2 separate regions of the Hordeum vulgare genome follow, and region 2 is linked to region 1. A link is a contact called in public Hi-C data. All regions are on one chromosome and are shown on one strand. Each heading gives the region's core, a stretch centred on a gene start, on an enhancer-like site or on the middle of the called end of the contact. The rest is flanking DNA. Distances are from core to core; before and after follow the strand shown. Region 1 holds the start of LOC123450652 (dynamin-related protein 4C-like). Region 2 holds the start of LOC123449105 (protein DENND6B).

Region 1 (6,395 bases), core at 1,182-3,681:
AACCATAGCATTGTTCACACAGAACCGCACGGCACCGCACCATCCAAAACACCAGGCATAATCCCCAACAGCAAATCATCACATGCCCCAGCTCAGACGATTTCACCTGAAGCGCAGATCCTGTCCATGATGCTCCCCACGACCTCCTTGGACTGGCGCAGCAGCACGATGCTCTTCTTGAGGCGCTCGCGCTTGGTGCCGCTGCTCGGCGACGGCGTGAGCATCCGCTCCATCCCGGCCATCTTGTTGCGCAGCAGCTCGTTGGCGAGCTCCTCCTCCAGATCGTTCTCCACGAGCCGCTTGACGCCGAGGAGGATGTGCAGGGCCAGGCCGTCGATGAGCCGGAGCATGATGCTCTTCCAGTACGCCGTCAGGCGCGCCCTCAGGTCGAACGCCTGCCTCGCCAGGTCGGCGTGCGCCCTCATGTGGGACACGTCCACCTCTCCGAAAACCTCCAGGGTGACCCGTGCTGACTTGGACTTGTCCTCCACGGCCTTCATGAACCTGTCGTGGCACTGCATGATCTCCGACCATGTCTTCATGTAGTCTGGGTTGGCCGTGTAGTCGGCCACCTTCTCCATCTCGATCAGCTCCTTGACGTGCTGGGCGGAGCGCGCCCGTGCCTTCTCGAACATGCCCTGGACTGCGCGGCGACAGGCCGCCTGTACCTGCGGGAAGTTCTCTGAATGCTGCATCAGCACCTTGACCACGATGTCCTCCACGTAATTCCAGACCTCGTTCACAAGGTCGTGCGGCACCTGACGAAAACAAACAAGAATATTTCTTTCTGAGTTGCCTTTCAAAAAAATGAGCCGCAGGTAAAAGAACAAGATTCGGTAATATGAAGGCCATTTACTACCTGCATGACTGTGTCCACCTTCTTCTTGAGCAAGACAAGGAATGCCGATCTTGGCAGAAAGTTGGGGAGGTTGATGCCCTTGGTCTCCTCCAGCACTAGCATCTCCTCCATCAGAAACAGCTGGTCACTGCCCCTTGGGATCTGTGCAGGCAGTTTCTTGGCATACTTGTCGAACATCTCAGCAATACGGGCAGTGGCATGGAAATGGATGTCGTCAGGGTACTCGTCAAACTCACTCCTCACAAGGATCTTCTCCAGTGATGCGCACACCAGCTTCACGATGTGGAAGAAGGCCCTCACAGCGTCAGCAACGTTGCTGAGATCTGGCGGCATCTGGTCGAGCTCCGTGCTGCTGCGACTGAGGCGGTCGTTGATCTGCCTGACAATGTCCGGCAGGCACTTGGCGATGATAGTCGCCTGAATCTGGACCAGCCGTTGCGCGAGCACGGGAATGCCCACCATGTCCTTGTCAATCTTTGACAGCAGCGAGTGATGCTTGAACAGGCGCTCCTCCTCGACTCGCGCCTGGTCGTACGTCTCCTCGCCGATGCGGTTGCGGACGCAGACGTACCCGAGACCAATGTTGACGTCGTCCATGGTAACCTTCTCAAGCAGGCCCTCCGGTGCCTTGTCGACCTTGGTGACCACCGCGAGCGTCCGCTCCCCGGTGCGGTCCACCTGCTGGGACATGCGGATGGACTCGCACGTCGGGAAGTCGACCGTGGCGGAGAGCACGTTCAGGATGATGCTCTCCTTGGGCGAAATGTACTCTCTTATGATCCTGGCGATCTGGTCGTAGATGTCGTCGGGCTGGCCATGGACCGGCACGCGCGTGATGCCGGGGAGGTCGACGAGGGTGAGGTCGGGCACGCCCCGCTTGCGCACGATGAGGGTGATGGGCGCGTCGGAGATCCCCTTGCCGGACCCGGCTATCTCAGCCGTGGCGGCGTTGATGGCGTCCGCGACGTTGGCCTCCGTGGTGGTCACCACGCGGCCGTTGCTGTACTCGAGCTGAAGCACCGGCGCGTCGGCGGAGGGGTCGTCCTGGAGCCGCATGACGAGCGGCACGCGGGTGCAGATACCCTGGCCGCGAGGGAGGCTGATGCCGGCGAGAGACTCCAGCACGCTCGACTTGCCGCTGGATTGGTCGCCCACGACCACGATCGTCGGGAGCTGGATGCCCTCCTGCGTCACCTTAAGGTGGCGCAGGCGGTCGACGGCGTCGAGGAGCGGGCGTATCTGGTCATTGTACGAGGCAGCGATGGCGCTCCCGGTAACGGCGCTGGCCGCGGCGGTGGCCGTTGGGTCGCTGAGCACCATCTGGAGGTTGGACATGCCTGAAGCGAGTGCTGGGTGGCTGCGAGCTTGGCTGGAGGAGTGTGCTGCTTGTACATGGAGGCGGGTCGATTTATATGGTGGGGAAGGTTTGGGCGGGGAGATGAAGCGGAAGCGGCTGGGGCGTGGGGAGTTGTAGCGTCGGGGCGCTGCCGCATGGAAGCTCGCATTCACCCCCCGGGCCGTTCCGACTTCTCAGTTTATCCCTTTCTTCATTTTCTAGAGTGGAGTTCATCATTTTCTGGTCTCACCGACGGGAGGTCCTATACGGTGCATTCAGCGCTGGTCGCTGAGGTCCTTCAAAAACTGACAAAAAGTTCATAAAATTTTAAAAAAAAGTTCAGATTTGAAAAAAAGTTCAATGATTTTTGAAACATGTTTACGTATTTTCAAAAAGTTCACAGTATTGGAAAAAAATCATTGATTTTCAAAAAAAGATCATCGATTTTCAAAAAAAATTCATCAATTTTTAAAAACAGTTCAGTGATTTTGAAAAAAGTTCATGAAATTTTAAATTATGTTCACTGATTTTTAGAAAAGTTCATCAATTTCAAAAAAAAGATCATCAATTTTTGAAAAAGTTCACCGATTTCCACAAAAGTTGATTAATTTGGAAAAAAGTTCACGGGCTAATACTCAGGTAGGATTTTTAAATGGGTCGGCCCATGGCAGAGCGCTGCAGGCGCTGGTTAGCAAAATTTGCCTGTAACCGACGCCTATGGCGCTAAATAGGTTTTCCCCTCACCGACAACCCCTCGAGTTCCGATCTTTGATGGCCAGGTTACAGGGCCGAATCAAGCTATGAAGCTGACGCCCCATCACATATGGGCTAGCTTAGCGAAGACCATGGGTGTGTTTGGACTGTAGTCGATTCATCCTATCAATTTATTTTTCTTCAAAAAACGGGGCACCACTCCGGCCCCATTTCTATATCGATACTTAATAATAATAAAGGCGATATTGCTTCCCACGGTACATCATGGAAATTGCCCATAAAATTATAAAATAATAACCACCAATGACACCTTTAGATGACAAAAAAATGTTTCATACGGAAGAATTCCCAGCCTCAGCTGGCCCATGCAGTAGGGACCTTCTATATTTTGCTCTGCAAGCTGCGAGTAGACGCATTACACACGTTTCGACTGGCCTATGTCGAGGCGGCCTATTTTATAAATTGTGTTTTTAATCTTTTTTTCTACTATAAATTATCGGAGACTCCAAAAAAGTATCTAAATTAAAAAATGAGAATTTTGAGAGAAAATGTCTAATACATCATAAAATGTTTGTGGTTTCAAAAACTGTTTGCGATTTTGTGAAAAAAAATGTTTGCTTATATATAAAACATTATAAATATTTTAAAAACACATGTTAGGGTAATATAAAAATATTCATGATTTTTTAGAAGTTCGTGTGTTAAAAAATATTAATGAAATTGAAAAAAATCACCAATTCGAAACAAATCATGAAAGAGAAAATATTCTGAAAATTGAAAAACTGATCATGCCTTATAAAATAGTTTATTTATTTTGAAATACAGTATTTAATAAGTCATAAAATGTTTATGGATTTCAAAAATGTTTGTGAATTTGTAAAAAACATTTTCTTATTCATAAAATGTTCAAAATATTGAAACCGAATTTTCTGGAAATAATAAATTGTTCATGATTTTTGTAAGTTTGTGTGTTAAAATATGTTAATGAAATTGAACAAAATTTTGAAAATTAGCAAAATGTTAATGAAAGTAAAGTTATCCCAAAAATTCAAAAACTGTTCGTGACTTACAAAATAGTGTACTCATTCAAAAATGTTCACAGATTCAAAAAAATAATCATGCATTTGAAAAAAGTTTGTTAAATTAAAACATGTCCATTAAATAAAAAACTCCCCTGAATTTCAGAATTTGTTCCATCAATTTAAAAAATGTTCAGCGATTAGTTAAATGTTCATCGATTAATGAAATGTTTACTGATTCAAGAAAATTGTCTAAATAATGTTTGCAAATAATATAAAATGTTCATGAATTTAAAAAATATTCTTGAATTTATAAAATGTTTGAAAATTTGTATAAGTGTCCATGATTTCAAATATGTGCACGAATTTAGAAAAAATGTTCATGATTTCATGAAATTGAGAGTGATAGTGTATATCCGTGGTACAACAAAACGTGCTCATGGCCATTCGAGATTATGATTTTTTTTCGTTGCAACGTACGACCTTTTTGCTAGTTATATAAATGAAATTTAAACCAAGTCACAACATCAGGTTAAGGCTGGTCATAGTGAGAATAACATAAGTAGTAACATAGCTCCCACATAAGCAAAAGTAGTGATGTGGCAACTAGTTAATGAAAGGAGATGCAAATAAAGTAACATAATATGCTACCATAACGTAACGCTTCCCAATGCAAATTGACTCTACAAAGCAATAAATGAAGACATCTATGTTACCACATCTATAATACTACACAATCCGGAGGTAATAACATATATGTATATTATTAGTCTAAGTTACTCTCCACTATCACTAGCCTAAATTACTTAAAATGGGCACAAACACCAACACCGAGAAAGGCAAAAGAAAAATAACTCCAAGGACATGCCAACTCGCGCCCTAACCATTACACAAAACCTCTAAAGAGGGGTAAAGGGGAGGGTGAGACCCACACCGCTAACGCTAACGGGGGAGATATGAACACACACGCACCAAACTTCGTCCCCACCCAACCCAACCGTAGTACATTTCACGAGAGAGAAACTTGAGAAGGGTGAAGTCTTCATATTCAGCCTAAATCTGGCCAGAGTAGCATTGGAGACATTCTTGCAAGCTCCGAGGCCGCCTTGGAAGCCTCCACCAGCTTTGCTTGATCTGCTCCAATGCATAGCACCTTCCAAAGATCGCACCTGCGTGCAACGCTTTCTAGCACGCCCTACAATCCCAGCCAAGGAGTTCCACTAAAGACATTTTATTTGTACGCTTCCAAATGGCCCAAAGGATGGCAACATTGACAACATTAGACATAATATGCTTTTTTTAACTCAGCCACCCTTCGGCAATGTCCAGGAACTCAGGAGTAGCATTACCACCAGTAATATGATGCACACATCTCAAGATTTCCCGGGCCACCACACACTCAAAAAACAAATGCATACACGATTTAGGGCATGAGCAAAACACACAACACATGTCATCAACTTTTGCCTTTTAGAGAGATTGTCTCTAGTGAGCAGTCTGTTGTGAGCAAGTGATATCTAATACACAACTTTATTCTTGTAAACTCTGTTGGGCCTCCAAACGCAGAGTTTTGTAGGATAGTAGTAATTTTCCCTCGAGTGGATGACCTAAGGTATACCAATTCATGGGAGGTGTAGGATGAATATGATCTCTCTCAAACAACCCTGTAATGAAATATAAGAAATCCCTTGTGTATCCAACACACCCAAACAATGGTAAATTGTATAGGAGCACAAGTTCGGCGAAGAGATGGTGATACAAGTGTAGTATGGATAGTAGAAATAGTTTTTTATAATCTTAACTTATAAAAACATCAAGGTAGCAAGTGGCAAACTGATACGTCTCCGTCGTATGTATATTTCTTTATTATTTCATGCCAATATTCTACAACTTTCATATACTTTTGGCAACTTTTTGTACTATTTTTGGGACTAACATATTGATCCAGCGCCCAGTGCCAGTTTCTGTTTGTTGCATGTTTTTTGTTTTATAGAAAATCCATATCAAACAAAGTCCAAACGGGATAAAAACTTACGGAGATTTTTTTTGGAATATATGTGAATTTTGGGAAGTGGAATCAACAGAAGGCGGTGCTCGAGGGGCCCACAAGCCAAAGGGGCGTGGCCTGGGGGTTAGGGCGCGCCAGCATGGCTTGTGGCCACTGATGGGGTTATAGCCCTAGGGTAGGGTCATAGGCCTGACCTATAAGTCCTACCCAAGGGCATCTCATTATTAGCTTAAAGGTCACAAGATACCTACCAACTAGGTTAAGACATCCTATTGTCCACTCGGTAGAAAATCATTCGGAGATCATCTTGTACTCGACGACTGGATTCCACTCGGTTAATACCAGAAGCTAGTCGACATAGAAGGCCAGAAGCCACCTCAGCGAGGCTAACAATCATACGTTAGACTACTGTAGTTATTGTTATTTATGGCATACGTTACCTGTAACGTATGCATTCAA
Region 2 (6,224 bases), core at 2,764-5,263, 470 kb after region 1:
ACCGAATGAAATCATGTGGACAAAGCCTGTTGAAAAGGACGTGGATGTCGCCTAGAGGGGGGGGTGAATAGGCGCTTTAAAATAATTAAGGTTTAGGCTTGAACAAATGCGGAATAAAACTAATGTTTAATATGTCAAGCACAAAACCTACAAACAACTAGGCTCACCTATGTGCACCAACAACTTATGCTAAGCAAGATAAACAACTAAGTGATAACAAGATATATTACAATAAACAATATGTCTATCACAAAGTAAAGTGCATAAGTAAAGGGTTCAGGTAAGAGATAACCGAGGCACGGGGAGACGATGATGTATCCCGAAGTTCACACCCTTGCGGATGCTAATCTCCGTTAGAGCGGTGTGGAGGCACAATGCTCCCCAAGATGCCACTAAGGCCACCGTAATCTCCTCATGCCCTCGCACAATGCAAGATGCCGTGATTCCACTAAGGGGCCCTTGAGGGCGGTCACTGAACCCGTACAAATGGCAACCCTTGGGGGCGGTCACCGAACCCGTACACGTGGCAACCCTTGGGGGCGGTTACCGGTACCCGTACAAATTGCTCGGGGCAATCTCCACAACCTAATTGGAGACCCCGACGCTTCCCGGAGCTTCACACCACAATGATTGAGCTCCGAGACACCACCAAGCTTCTAGGATGCCAAAGCATCCACGAAGAACAATATCAAGGGTACTAAGTACCAAAGGTAGTAAGCTTCTCAACTTCTCACTTCCACGTATCACCGTGGAGAACTCAAACCGATGCAACTAATGCAATGGCAAGAACACACGAAGTGGTCAAGTCCCTCACACTCAAATCCCTCCACAACAACAAAAGCTATGGAGAAATACGAGAGGAAGAACAAAGCTCACAAAGAACTCCAAGATCAAGATCCAAGGGGTTCCCCTCACATAGAGAAGAAAGTGATTGGTGGAGATGTGGATCTTGATCTCCTCTCTCTTTTCCCTCAAGAACAAGCAAGAATCATTGGAGGGATAGAGAGTAATCAAGCTCTAAGAATGTCAACAATGGAGGTAGAACAAGAGCTCAACGGATGGATAAAACCAAGGGAGAAGAAGACCCCCTTTATATAGTGGGGGAAGGAATCAGACCGTTACCCCCCACTCTCTGCCCGAGTTCCAGCGGTACTACCGCTGGCTGCAGCGGTACTACCGCTGGCACTCCAGTGGTACTACCGCTGGCACGTTGTCAAACCGATGCAACTAATGCAATCTATCCTAACTCAAACCGATGCAACTAATGCACTCCAGTGGTACTACCGCTGGGCCCCTGGTAGTGCAAAGGCACTACCACCGCCAAGAAAGTCTTCGCAAAAAGGTCCGTCCAAGAACAACCGCTAGGCAGGCGGTACTAAGCTCCTGGAGCGGTACTACCGCTGACCAGGGGCGGTACTACCGCCAGCCAGAGGTACTACCGCCAGCCAGCGGTACTACCGCTAGGGCCAGCGGTACTACCGCCAACTCTAGCGGTACTACCGCTAGGTCCAGCGGTACTACCGCTCGCCACTGAAACAACCATAACTTTCGCATACGAGCTCCGAATCGAGCAAACCCAAGCTTGTTGGATTCATGATGACAAGGGCTATCCAAACAGCGACCATGAATATGCCAAATATATAGAGATGTGAGATCTCTATGAATGAAGAACCGGCAAAAACTCCAACATCGAAAACATCATAGTAGATGCATATGGACTCCGTTTTCGATGAACTCGAGCTTGTCACGAAGATGGCACGGTAGTACCACTTCTCACTTCCACGATACGATCAAGCTACTCACTTGAGAGCCCCCCTTGATAGTATAGCAATCTATCCTAACCAGAAAACCTATCAAGGGCAAACCTATACCTTGCACCTCGTCCTCTTGAGCTAGATGATGATGATCTTGGCTTCCTCAAGATGGACCACCTTTCTTGATTACGTTGGCTTGATGAAGACTAGTTGATTGCTACCCCATACTCACTATGGGTGAGCCACTCTTCAGCATATCTTCACAAGTCCATTGCCACCACAATGGACAGCAAGCTTCAAGTATGATATCTTCGTGCTGATCCACTTGAACTTGCACATCGCAATCTTGATGACGATCACAACTTGACGTCATACTTCATGGGTTGTATGAGATCTTCTCTTTGACGCAAGCCCATGGAAACACACCTAACTCCCGCATAGAACTCTCACGAAGACCATGGGTTAGTACACAAACACGTAATGGACAATGCTTACCATACCATGGGATCACTTGATCCCTCTCGGTACATCTTGTACGCTTTGTGTGTTGATCATCTTGATTTACTCTTTGTCTGAGATTTTGATCAACCATGTGTCTCTATGACCTTTCTTTGGATAATACCTTGAATACCATCTTGGTCATCGGCGTCATACTTCATGGGTTGTATGAGATCTTCCCTTTGACGCAAGCCCATGGAAACACACCTAACCCCCACATAGAACTCTCACGAAGACCATGGGTTAGTACACAAATACGTAATGGACAATGCTTACCATACCATGGGATCACTTGATCCCTCTCGGTACATCTTGTACGCTTTGTGTGTTGATCATCTTGATTTACTCTTTGTCTGAGATCTTGATCAACCATGTGTCTCTATGACCATTCTTTGGATAATACCTTGAATACCATCTTGGTCATCATATAAACTCCTTGAACCCAACAGATGGACTTCAAGAAGTGTCTATGGACAAATCCTATAAATGTAACTTAAGGCAACCATTAGTCCATAGGAATTGTCATCAATTACCAAAACCACATATGGAGATATATGCTCTAACACCTGTCCCGGGGTCCTATAAGCTCAACTTGGATGCGACATTTCATGATGATGGTACGGGTGTTGTGGGAGTAGTCCTCCGTAACTTTCCGGGGAAGCTGTCGCACGCGCGGTTAAACCATTTGAACATGTATTGTATGCAAATAGTGGTGGAGTCACTAGCCATGCTTAAAGGAATTGATCTTGTGGAAAGGCTAGGATGCTCAGGTATTATTATGGAGTCTGACTGTTTGGAGTTGATCAGTGCATGCATTGGTAACACTGAAATTTTTGCCCCCTCTTCTACTACATTGACGAAAATCTTCGCGAGAGCAACACACGTTGATGGTATCTCCTTCCAACACTGCAAGAAGGATGCAAATTTGGTAGCACACTCTTTAGCAAAACATTCTTTTGAGTCAAAGTCAGTTGTTTTCTTGAAAAATGATTCCTCTAGCTCTATACTTCCTTTTGAAATTCATAATGTAACACTGTCGGCTTCGAAATAAGGTGTGTCGAATAGGTATTTTCCTCAATAAAGAAGTGGTTGGTTGCTCTGACAAGGGGTCATCGACATCTCCGATGGTGACGAGTAGGATTAAGATAATTTTGTTCTTAAATGCAGCTCATTTTATCTACATACTCCCTCCGTTTTTAAATATAAGTCTTTTTAAATATTTCACTAGAGACCACGTACGGAGCAAAAGAAATGAATTTATGTTCTAAAGTATGTCTATATACATCTGTATGTAGTCCGCTAGTGAAACCTTTTAAAAGACTTATATTTAAAAACAGAGCGAGTATATATCATGAACCAAGTACTCCCTTCGTTCCTAAATATAAGTCTTTAAAGAGGTTTCATTAATGGACTACATACGGATGTATATAGACATACTTTAGAGTGTGGATTCACTTATTTTGCTCCGTATGTAGACTCCTAGTGAAATATCTTAAAAGACTTATATTTAGGAACGGAGGGAGTATATTATTACAAACGTTGCATTGCATGCAGTTGTATGAAAAATCAGCGTTTGAAAATTGGAGGTGCCAATGAGAACCAAACCGAGCCCGGCAAAGGTACCAACCGGAGACGAACCGTGTAACCGTTCACCACCCGCAAACGGCAGTACGGCACACTGGCAAGCAACAAACACATAACAGAAGCGCACGTCTGCGCCGCAAAGGAACCCCAATCCGAACTCACCCACAGCCCCGCGAGCGACAGGCAGATCCCAGACGGAGATCACGACCCGTCCGATCCGCCCGCGACCTTTCCCCCCTCCATTCCCCCCGCCCCGCCCGTCGGCGGCTGTCTGCGCCGCCGCCCGCCGCGGCGTCGCTTCCCGAGTCAAACAAGCCCCCCCGCCGATTCGGCCGCGCGGTTCCAATCCCCCACTGGCGTCTCCCGAATAGCCAAAATCGTCGCGCCCCCGACGGCCGCGGGGATGAACCGGATCCCGTCCGTCTCGCTGCGGGGCGACGCGGCCGAGGCGGGCGCGGCGCCGGCGCCCGACCCCGCCGCGCTGGCGCGGTGGGCGCGGGCGTTCTGCATCATCCGCTTCGACCTGGAGCGCGGGCAGCTGGTCGAGGCCTGCTTCCCGCCGGACGCGCTCGCCCACGGCGGCCTCGACCGCCTCGTCGCCTTCTCCTCCTTCCCGGACTCCATGTCCCACCACCTCCCGCGCCACCGCTCCTCCGTCCACGACTCGCTCTTCTCCTTCCGTCTCCCGGACCCCTCCCCTCCCGCGGCGGGCTCCCGCCGCGGCTTCCTCTACGGCTTCGTGTTCAACCGCCAGCGCCAGGATGAGCGCCTCCCGCGCGGCGGCGAGCAGAAGTCCGTTGTCATACTCTCACACGCGCCCTACTCTTCCCTCTTCCGCCTGCTGCTGCAGATCCTTGGCCCCCTCTGCTTCGACATAGGCCACACTGCGCTGACAATGGTGGCCTCGCACGTTGCCGCCTGGCCAGCCCCATCACCGGGGTGCCCCATGGAGCTCCCCATTGGCAGCGCCGCGCTGCGGGTGCACCTTCCGCCCGCTGCCGACGACCCTGGGCCGCCGCCTGCGCTGTTGCCGGCGAACCCCTCGGTGCCGTATGGGCTCTTCCACGATGCTGACCTGTTTGCTGCGTTTCGTGGCTTGCTCCTCCACCTGTGGACTCTTTGGGAACTCATGGTTGTTGGTGAACCCATACTGGTTGTGGCGCCATCACCACCTCAATGCTCCGAGGCTGTGGCTGGGCTTGTTAGCCTTGTTGCTCCAATCTTGTATAGTGTGGACTTCAGGCCGTACTTTACTATTCATGATCCGGACTTTGCTCGCCTGAATGCGCTTGCAGAAGGTGAGGTGTTCCCGCCGATGGTGCTCGGGGTGACGAACTTGTTTTTCCTGAGGAGTCTTAAGAGTGTTCCAAATGTGGTGTCCGTGGGAAGCCCGAATCCAAATTCTACTAGGGTGCTCCCAGCAGGTGGGCAATCACCGGCATCAGCAAATGGATCCAATGGGACACCTGTGAGGCTCAAACTCGACAAGCTTGCAATCAATAAGTTTTCGCCCACTGGTCTATTGAATTCAATCAAGTTGAGAAGAGAAGGCCCTCTTTCCCTCATGACAGAGCATAAAGAGGCGCTATGGAGCACATATGTGCCAACTACAAAGCCTGACACCTCTGTTCTAAATAGACTCATTGATGCCGGCGTGTCACCTAGAATTGAGGAGTCCATGTCAGTTGTCAATAATGAGATATTGAGGCGGCATTTCTTGGAGCTAACGACCAACTTCCTTGCACCTTTTGGGCCATATCTGAGAACCACGACACCACCGGAAGGGAGTTCTCCATTCGTTGATCCACCACTACTTCCACCATTTCACGCAGATGAGTTTGTCAATGGTTTGGCTTCTAGAGGCCCAGGGAAATTTTTGTCGAAAAGGATGAAGTCCAATTGGTTGGATTTATATAGGTAAGCCAGAACCACATTTGTTTGGCAAAACATTTTATGAATTTTTAGTTTGAATTACTTCGCAAAACAGGGATTCGCAAGCTAACTTTTTCTTTTTTGTTTCACCACTGATCTTTGTCAGAAAATTCTTGGAAGGCCCTAACTTCATGCCTTGGTTCCGACAAAGACGTTCTGCTGCAGAGCAAGATCAGCTAAGGTTATGGAGGCAAGCTCGCATGAATGTTGATATCGAGAAGTTAATGTCAAAGATGTCCGAGTTGGAGAGGATTGATTCTTTTAATGTTATTGAGCGGTATCTTCTCAAAGAGATGGAGGTAATATATGTTCTGATGCTTTCTTAAGTTAACTGCCACTTGCATAAATAAATAAATCCTTAATAGTTATGGAGATTTAAGTAAGAAATCCTTAATAGTAGTCGTTTTCTGTTAGGACAAACTACGAAGATAAGCTCACGAACAGCTCATATAAACT

What was found. A called contact is a pair of places that touch in the nucleus more often than the background predicts.
Region 2: a contact with region 1 is called in a Hi-C map of leaf, with 6 times the contacts expected there. The contact joins the promoter of LOC123449105 here to the promoter of LOC123450652 in region 1. A contact is called at or near these places in 2 of 6 Hi-C or Micro-C datasets (leaf and seedling) and 1 of 1 datasets of contacts at active chromatin or transcription factors (embryo).

The regions. Positions count from the first base shown.
Region 1 is chr4H:492,123,104-492,129,498 of MorexV3_pseudomolecules_assembly, forward strand. LOC123450652 (dynamin-related protein 4C-like) reads right to left here and starts at 2,432. Exons shown (of 4, transcript XM_045127796.1): 1 at 2,272-2,432; 2 at 1,026-2,270; 3 at 829-908; 4 at 1-796. The coding sequence starts at 2,432. The coding sequence ends at 93.
Region 2 is chr4H:492,593,933-492,600,156 of MorexV3_pseudomolecules_assembly, forward strand. It overlaps LOC123449105 (protein DENND6B), which reads left to right and starts at 4,014. Exons shown (of 3, transcript XM_045126193.1): 1 at 4,014-5,753; 2 at 5,875-6,067. The coding sequence starts at 4,240.